Linked DNA regions of Triticum aestivum: regions 1 and 3 are each linked to region 2. Evidence: chromatin contacts called from public Hi-C and HiCAR-type data. All regions are on one chromosome and are shown on one strand. Each heading gives the region's core, a stretch centred on a gene start, on an enhancer-like site or on the middle of the called end of the contact. The rest is flanking DNA. Distances are from core to core; before and after follow the strand shown.

Region 1 (2,700 bases), core at 58-2,557, 230 kb before region 2:
TAAGGGGCTAGGTAACTTCAGTGGTACACTAACCTTGAATCCAGAGTTTATACCTGATGGGATACGATTAAAGAGGTAGCATCCATTATGTTCGATTTCACTGATTTACGAAAGATAAGTGTCAGGCCATGTGTTAACCGTAAGTGCAGCCAGAACTTGAAGATTGTGACACACAAAGCAACGGATCAGAAAGCTGATAGTACATATTAGCGTGCAGAAGAGTTCAAGGTCTTACCTAAGTCGTCCATGTATAGCTTCAGGAGCATGGACAATTTTAGCGCCATGGACTAATCCCAAGGCCTGCAACGATCAAACACACCATCCGTTTCAGGCCGAGATGCCACCACATGGTCATACTTTTTCCCCTTTTTTTAGGACTGATTCACAAACAAGTTCACAAGGACAAACATTATTGTTTCACCTGGTGGCCAAGGCAAACACCCAGGATGGGTATATCTCCGCACTCACAAAGTATCCGCAGACATACACCTGAAAAAACAACACATGTATATAACATCATTCTTTGACAGATACAAGTGTAGCAAGTAGCAAGTGAATTAGAATTGATGCATAGCCCTCACCTATGTCGGTAGGACACGCCGGAGATCCAGGGCCAGGCGAGATCACGATGTTGTCGAAGGCCCTCTTCTTGTACACCCAATGGTAAACATCCCTCCACGCCCACTCGTCGTTGCGCACCACCACAGGCGGCACTGCAGATTCAGACCACCGGCCATAAGGACACCGTCCAGTAAAGCAGTAGGAAAGGTGTGATCTCTCTCAATCTAGTTCAGAACATCTCCAATAATAATCAATTCAATTCAATTCAATTCAACAAATGGGCACTGCGGGAAGCTACAAAGGGACTACTCGTCGGTCGCGGAGCTAGATTAAGGCATACTCTGAGCGTGTTCACTGAGAGGGAGAGGGAGAGGGAGAGGGAAGCGGGGTTGGTGGGGCGGCTCACCGCCGTTGACGACGGAGAGCTCCTGGAAGATGTTGTAGGTGTAGCTGTCGTAGTTGTCGATAAGGAGCGTCCTCACCGGCGGCTCCTCCGGGCCCGGCCCCTCATCCCCGCCGGCCCGCAGCGCCGCGGGACGCCTGGCGCCGCCCCGGCACGGGGGCTGCTGCCACCGCGCGGAGGACGGCTGCGGCGGGGACCACCTCGCCGTCGGCGGGGCGGAGAGGCGGAGCGCGGCCATCTTTATCCCTCGGCAGGACGGATGCGGGAGAGGAGAGATCAGAGGAGCGAGCGAAAGAGAAGCGAGGAGAAAAGGCGGCTCGCTTTTCTGGGGCGGTGGTTCGCTGCTGGTGCGGAAATTATTTATTTATGAATGAAATATTTTGTGCTGCTCCGCCTATCGTCTTGGCGGCTGTGCCCCAGTGCCGTCCCCGTCTCCTCCGCCACCACCAAACCCAGCGGCCCACTGCGGTCGGCGGGAGGTCATGGGCTGATGCTGGGACGCTGGGTGGGGGTTGGTAAGGCAACTCCAGTGCACGACCCCGTCATGACCGGGTGCGTTTCCCAAAACGAACAAACCGGATGGTCCAGCGTGCGGGCGCAAACGGATTTTTATCCGTTTTATGTCCGCTTTCGACCCATCCCCGGTTTAAGTTTGGGCCGATTTTGAGATAAAACGGACAGCGAGCAGATAGGCGGGACGCGCGCGCTTGTCCTCCCCTGGCCCGCCCGTCGGTGGCACAAAGCTCCACCCCGGTGCCCCATTTCGCATCATTTTTCCCCAAACCCTCCCACGTCCCGCCCACCACCCTTCCCGTCCATGGTCGACGCCCCGCCGAATTCTGGCGGCCGGCCAGGCCGTCGACCCGCTCGAAAAGGTGAAGAAGGCAGCCAAGGGTCCGAGGAAGCCGCAGTCGAAATGCACGCTGTCGAATTCCCGGCTCCGCAGACCCAAGAAAGGTTCGAACTCAGGGGCGTGTGTGAAGGACTCAACCTCTCAAGCCGCTTGACTCGCTGCTCTCACGACCTAGCTCGATGAACAGGAAGGAAATGAACACGGCAGTTTACCCAGGTTCCGGCCATCTTGCGGTGTAAAACCCTACTCCTGCTTTGTGGTGGATTAGCCTCGCGGGGGGCTGAGGATGAACTAGTACAAGTGGAGGAACAGCCTCAGGAGGCTTGTTCTTGTGATGAGCTCTAGGGGTTTGGTCTCTCAAGGGCTTGATCCCTTCTACGGTGGTGGCTAGACTATATTTATAGTGGCCTTGGACCTCTTCCCTCAAAACTTAGGCGGGAAGGGATCCCACAGTGGCCAATTTTGAAAGGGGACAATTAGTACATCTGATCCTGACGAAAGGTGGTCTTCGCCTGCAAAGCTTCTGATCGTGACATCGTGGTGGGCTCGACGATGACATCCATCCTGTCGTTCTAGCGGTCCTGGTCTTGTTGCACGCAAACGACAACCTTTGGCTGATTCCTTGGGACTCCGCACATGTGCTTGCCTCCTTAACACCAAAAAGGAACCCTGCCGCTATGCGCCCGCTGGCGCGCACCTGGCCTTAGTCGTCATGGCTGATGTCACCTCAGCCTCATGAGGTGAGGGCTTGCATAGAAATCTCCGCTCCTCAGGAGGCCGTCTAGGAAGGCCGCTCCTTCAGGAGGTCTTGATGTCGTCCGCCTCGCGAGGCTTGGCCCCTCGCGAGGGTCTTGTCTCGTTGTGGTTGAAGATGGGCCGTACC
Region 2 (2,700 bases), core at 193-2,692:
AGTGTGGCCTACTCGTTGTTCATGTGGTGTTCCATCAGCTGCAACTTTGATCTGGTGCGACATTGGCTTCCTTCTGGTCGATGGCTAGGTTGGTCTCCACATGTTATGGCTTATGGGGCAACATTGGGTGGCAGTAGTGATTGCGTCATGTGTGGTTGACTACTGACGGCGATGTCCCTGTCAGATCTGGCATGCGGTGATGCCTAGACGGTGGACACAAGGTATGTGACAATGATGGATTACCATGAGTATGGCACATGTATGCTCGACTCCTTGCATGATGACAACGATCACAAGGCATGCGGTGGCGGTCGGATGACACAAGCGTCACACTAAGTGGCGGCGGCGGGTGATCAGGCTCTGATGAGGCTTCCCTGCCAGTTTCGCTACCTGAATACTCGGCGTTGTGTCTGGAACTGTCTCCAACGAATTTTGGGGAAGATGGGACGGGGCTGTCGGATGGACCCGTATGGGTCATGGCGGCTCTGGTGGCTTTAGGTGTGCAGTTTTGTGTCCAAACATTGCCGAAGAGTTGAGGCCACCGGATCACCCCTTCAGTGGGGCATTGGTGGCATTGGTAACGTTGTTGATCCTGATGGACGTGCTCTGATCTACTCCACATAAACATGGTATGTTTTGTTCTTGTGGTGATGTCCATGTTATGGATGTGAATGTGTACGGCTGTCAAGGCGTCACGATCTGGCTTGCAGCGGCGACTTCTTCATTGAAAATGGGGTCGATAGTACATGGAAGTTTGGTGGTGCTTTTAAGCGCATGGTCTCGTGTTCCGAAGTGAAAACTCTAGGTCTCACCTACGTTGGTTGTACCCGACAATGATGGTGTTCGACTTCCTACCCTTTTTGGAGGCATTTGCATGTAGTTTGCTCAGAATTATTTTCCAGGGTGAAAACCCAAAATCTAGCCTCCATGGTTGGATATGGCAATTGACGGTGTTCTCGTGTTGTCCCCTTCTTGCAATCATCGATGTTGAAGCACTTTTCTCGTAGTCCGGAGTTCTGTCATCAGTGGTGGTTGTTGTTGAAGCTTGCAACTGCATGCTTGAGTTCGCTTCAACATGACATTCAGATGCCGCTTTCAACTTTTCTTTTCTCAGTGTGAGGCTGTGCGCGCGTTGGTCTTGACTATGTGCATTCTAATTTTACGTAGGTTAAGTGTGTGTTTATTATGCTTGTATATTTTTATGCGGCATTATGAATCAATAAAGTTTGCCTTTTTATGAAAATATAAACAATGAAAGCTGACCTCCTAAACTCGTTTTCCTCTCCAAGAACTATTATTTATTTATCCAAAGAAATAAACTATGCTGATGCCCTCCCACTTCCGTTCACTATCACAGATTTCCTCCAGCAAACACACTGTCACGGAAAAAGTCGGCTCCTGACCAGCGAACGGAAATGCAACTCTTGACCAGCGACTGAGCCGACTCGCCCAGCCGGAAAGAAGCTCGGCCCCGGCCCCCGGGGCGGGCTCGGGCTGCCCGGGCCCGCGCCAAATCCTCCTCTCCCTCGCTATCGCCGCACGTAATCAATCCTCTCTTGCTCCTTCCCGCTCGTCTCGGCTAGCGCGCGTGCCTCGCTCCCCTGTCCACCACAGATTCCACACCCCGCCGTACGCGATGCCGCAGCTGAGCCTGAGCACCAACGTGCCGGTGGACGCCGTCGTCGCCGCCGACATCCTCCGGGACTGCTCCAGGGCGCTCGCCAGGATCATCGGCAAGCCAGAATCCGTAACCCCCAACTCCTAGACCCCTCCCTTCCCCGGCGCGCGCTCCGTCTGCTCGACGGAATGCCTTCCCGACTCAGACTGCGTTGCTGACCCGCTGCCCTTTGTGGCGCAGTACGTGACGGTGTCGATCGACGGGTCGGTGCCGACGTCGTTCGCCGGGAGCGAGGAGCCCGCGGCGTACGGGGAGATCATGTCCATCGGGGGCCTGGGTCCCGGCGTCAACGGCAAGCTCAGCGCCGCCCTCGCCGACATCCTCGAGGCCAAGCTCTCCATCAGCGCCAGCAGGTTCTACGTCAAGTTCGACGATGTCCAGGTACGCACGCACATTGATCCTCCTCCGCGCCCCACCCCAGAACCCACGTTGCACGGATACTTGGATACGTATCGGATACATGATACGGGGATACGCCCGATACGCCAATTGTCTGAGAACATGGATACGGGACACGTTTAATTATTAAAAATATTGAAGAAAATAGAGCTTCTAAGTCATCAAAGCATGCCTCAATAGGATTATTACCTTTGTTTTCTTGCACTTGGTCCACTTCCATTAATTGACAGTGGATTTTCTTAAGTTTATTCTTTTAATCAGTGCATCGACTCTCACTTGCTCACCTTTCAATTAAACAAGAATATTGACAATCATGTTTTGGCATGAACTCGCGCCCATGTTGGGAATCTTTCAAAAGTGCGTCTTTACTATTGAGGGAATTTCACGTCAAACGAGGGACCTCAGGTATCCAAAACGTATCACAGAAGTATCCTAGGAGTATCAAAAATTATTTAAAAAAAATAAAAAATCAAGGGATACTTATGAGATACGGTATCGGGGCAGTATCTGAGTATCGGGGCAGTATACGGCTGGATACGCACACTTTCTGAAGTATCCGTGCAACATAGCCCAGAACTCTACTCACACCGTCACAGGATCGTTCTTTTCATCGGGAGTAAATC
Region 3 (2,700 bases), core at 193-2,692, 150 kb before region 2:
GTCGAGCTCCCCGGGCCCGTCCGCGCCGGCGGCGCCGTCAGGGGTCCCGGGGGACGGCGCGGAGTCGCGGAACTCGGTGAAGGCGCTGCTGACGGCCGCCGGCGACGGGCAGGCCCTGGCGAGGACGGGGCTCCGCGGCGTGGTCGGCGGCGCGGCGGCGTCGCGGAGGAGGCAGGCGGCGTTGCCGAGGACGGGGAAGGGCGGGAGCAGGTCCGCGCGGGAGGGGTCGTCGGCGAGCGCGGAGGCGAGGCCGAGGAGCCTCGGCGACGGCGGCGCCCTGTCCCCGGCGGGGAAGACGGAGGGGTACATGGAGGCGAGCAGCGCGGCCGCCTCGTTGTAGGTCTGGTTGGGGCGCTTCCGCGGCGTGCGCGCCCGCTTGAGCGAGAGCGAGGAGGCCGAGGAGGAGTTGGAGGCGTCGGAGAGCGCCGAGGACGCCGAGGAGTGCGCCGGCCGCAGCGGCGCCGCCCCCGCGCCCGGCGCCGACGACGCCCCGACCGCCGCCGCCTTGACCATGTCCAGGTCCGGCAGCCGGATGCCCGTCGGGATGCAGGACGACGCCATCGATCGGAGCGGGGAGATGCCCTAGAGAGAAAGGAAAAAAATCCTGCCCGATGAGGAGGGGTTAGGGGAGAAGATCGCGAGTGATGTGATGGAAGAAATCCGGGCGGAAATCAATCAATCTGGACCCGAAATCGCAGGAGGAGGGAGGAGGGGAAATCGGTGCGTGGATGCGCCGCCAGGAAAGGCGAGACCCCCAAACCCCCACCAAACCCCCGCAACCACAAGAGGACGCCTCGTGTACCTGGCTGAAAACCAGGGGGAACAGAGGAAAGGGTAAAGTCCAAAGCAAGCGTGGAGACCGAGGAATTGTTTCTTGTCTAGAAAGACACCACCGCTTCCGCCTCCGCTCGGAGCTGGAGGCCGCCGACGCCCGGCTTGAGGAGAGGAGAGGAGAGGACGGCCGGCCGGAAGAGAGAATAGAGAAAAGAAATGCGATCCTGGGGGAAAAGGCGATCACCAGGGCACCCACCGAGCTGAGCTAAATCGAGGGCCTAGGAGGGAAGCAGAGCAGACGCTCTGCGGCGGGCAGGGCAGGAGGGAGCAGGGCGTCACGGGCTCACGGGTTCGCCACTACGGGCCTCGGGGGACGGGCGCGACTCATCAATCGAAAGAAAGATAATCAAGAGCCCACACGCTGCCGTTTCTTTCTCGCTGCCGTTTCCCCTTTCTCTTTTGGATCGAGGCCAGGAGATCGGTCGCAAGAGAGGAAGAAGCAACGGGACGAGCGGTACAAAGCCTCTGCTGGATGACACTCCGGCTCCAGCTCCAGGGAGTGATCAAGAACAGGGCACTGGGGGCATGTGGGGGGACGGACGGAGAAAACACGGAAGCAATCAAACCAACCGCTGCTCATGAAACCAGCCAGCGGATGCGTTACGCCGGCAGGCGGCTGCAGTTGTCCGATGCAGTGCTCTGCTAGTAGGGTCGCCGTTGGACCCTAGCGAGCGAGACGAGAAACGAGACACGGAATCATCAAAAGAAAAGAAAAGAAAAGAAGGTTAACCTAACTAACAGTCGTCCGTTGGTTGGTTGGCTTGGGACGCAGACGGAGCTCGCTTTCACTTGTCCCTGTCTTGGCGGGCCCTACCTACCTGCGCACCACGACGCTTCTCGTGTGCAGCGCAACAGGGCCATGGGGACACGGTGGGGCTGCGTGCCTGTGTTTCGCTCTCACGTGTCATGTGAGGTTTCTTGAGAGCAACGGGCCTTGTGTGGGTGCGGCCTTGTGGGGACTGGTGCTACGTACGTACACGTGTGGGCGCGCTAGCCGTACCAGCTCACCGGTGGACTGACACTAACGATTGCTGTTAATCTCGTGCGCACGCACGCGTGTAACCTACTAACCTTGACCACTGCGGTGAGATATAATGGCTCTCTGCAATTTTGACCAAAAATCAGGTCCACCGTACTATGTGATGCATCTGTTTTCACACTCTCAGATACCTGGCCATGGGCAGCCCGGCCCGGACGGGCCAAAAATCCCGGACCGGGCTGAGCCCGAGTATGCCATCGGGCCGGGCTCGGGCCTAAAACTGAGCCTGATGGACAGGTCGGTCCGGGCACGGGCTTGAAGAAAACACAATTTTAGCCGTAGTCAGGCTGGGCTGTGTCGGGCTTTCTTGGGCTTGGGCCTGGATTTTTAGCACTGTGCTTTTTTTTGCCCGGCCCGAGATATGCCCAGGTATACTCTCAGTACTTCCCTGTGTCCCTCCCGGGAACGCCTCGTGAGCAACCTTACCGGTGCCGCCATCGCTCCAATCCGGCTCTTCTCCCACCTGGTCGTCGTCGAAGGTGCACAGCCGAGCAAAGCCCGCGCAGCGTCGCCGTCGTCCATGTGAGGAGCGACCACGCAGGGGACAGGAGGGGGCGCGAGGGGCGGATTGATGTGTTGAATCGACCGTCTATGGAGCAGGGTGTGTTGTGGTGCGTGGGAGGGGGGAGGGGGTAGCGTCGAGGTGATGGAAGCAGCATGACGCGGGTATGTCGAGTCTGGTATCTCCACCCTTCGGGTGGCAGCGCGTCTGACACAAGGCTGTGCCCAGGAACCAAGTTGGTTTTTGACCTCGGGTGCTGCTTCTCTGGTCCTGTTGGCATGGTGCTCGGCAGGGCTCAGAGGTCCGTGCTTGCATCCAGTGGCTT

The links. Hi-C and Micro-C count contacts between places; a contact is called where the count stands out from the background. HiCAR-type assays count read pairs that join an accessible place to other places.
Region 1: a Hi-C map of leaf shows a contact between it and region 2, with 4 times the contacts expected there. The contact joins the promoter of LOC100049050 here to the promoter of LOC123159229 in region 2. A contact is called at or near these places in 2 of 5 Hi-C or Micro-C datasets (both in leaf).
Region 3: a HiCAR-type map of leaf shows a contact between it and region 2, with 3 times the contacts expected there. The contact joins the promoter of LOC123156948 here to the promoter of LOC123159229 in region 2. A contact is called at or near these places in 2 of 5 Hi-C or Micro-C datasets (both in leaf) and 1 of 1 datasets of contacts at active chromatin or transcription factors (leaf).

The regions. Positions count from the first base shown.
Region 1 is chr7B:577,688,426-577,691,125 of IWGSC CS RefSeq v2.1, forward strand. It overlaps LOC100049050 (probable aminodeoxychorismate synthase, chloroplastic), which reads right to left and starts at 1,308. Exons shown (of 13, transcript XM_044580812.1): 1 at 968-1,308; 2 at 582-713; 3 at 422-489; 4 at 236-300; 5 at 34-100. The coding sequence starts at 1,202.
Region 2 is chr7B:577,920,332-577,923,031 of IWGSC CS RefSeq v2.1, forward strand. It overlaps LOC123159229 (macrophage migration inhibitory factor homolog), which reads left to right and starts at 1,443. Exons shown (of 3, transcript XM_044577057.1): 1 at 1,443-1,747; 2 at 1,859-2,059. The coding sequence starts at 1,637.
Region 3 is chr7B:577,770,867-577,773,566 of IWGSC CS RefSeq v2.1, forward strand. LOC123156948 (protein CHLOROPLAST IMPORT APPARATUS 2) reads right to left here and starts at 1,443. Exons shown (of 3, transcript XM_044575147.1): 1 at 1-1,443. The coding sequence starts at 561.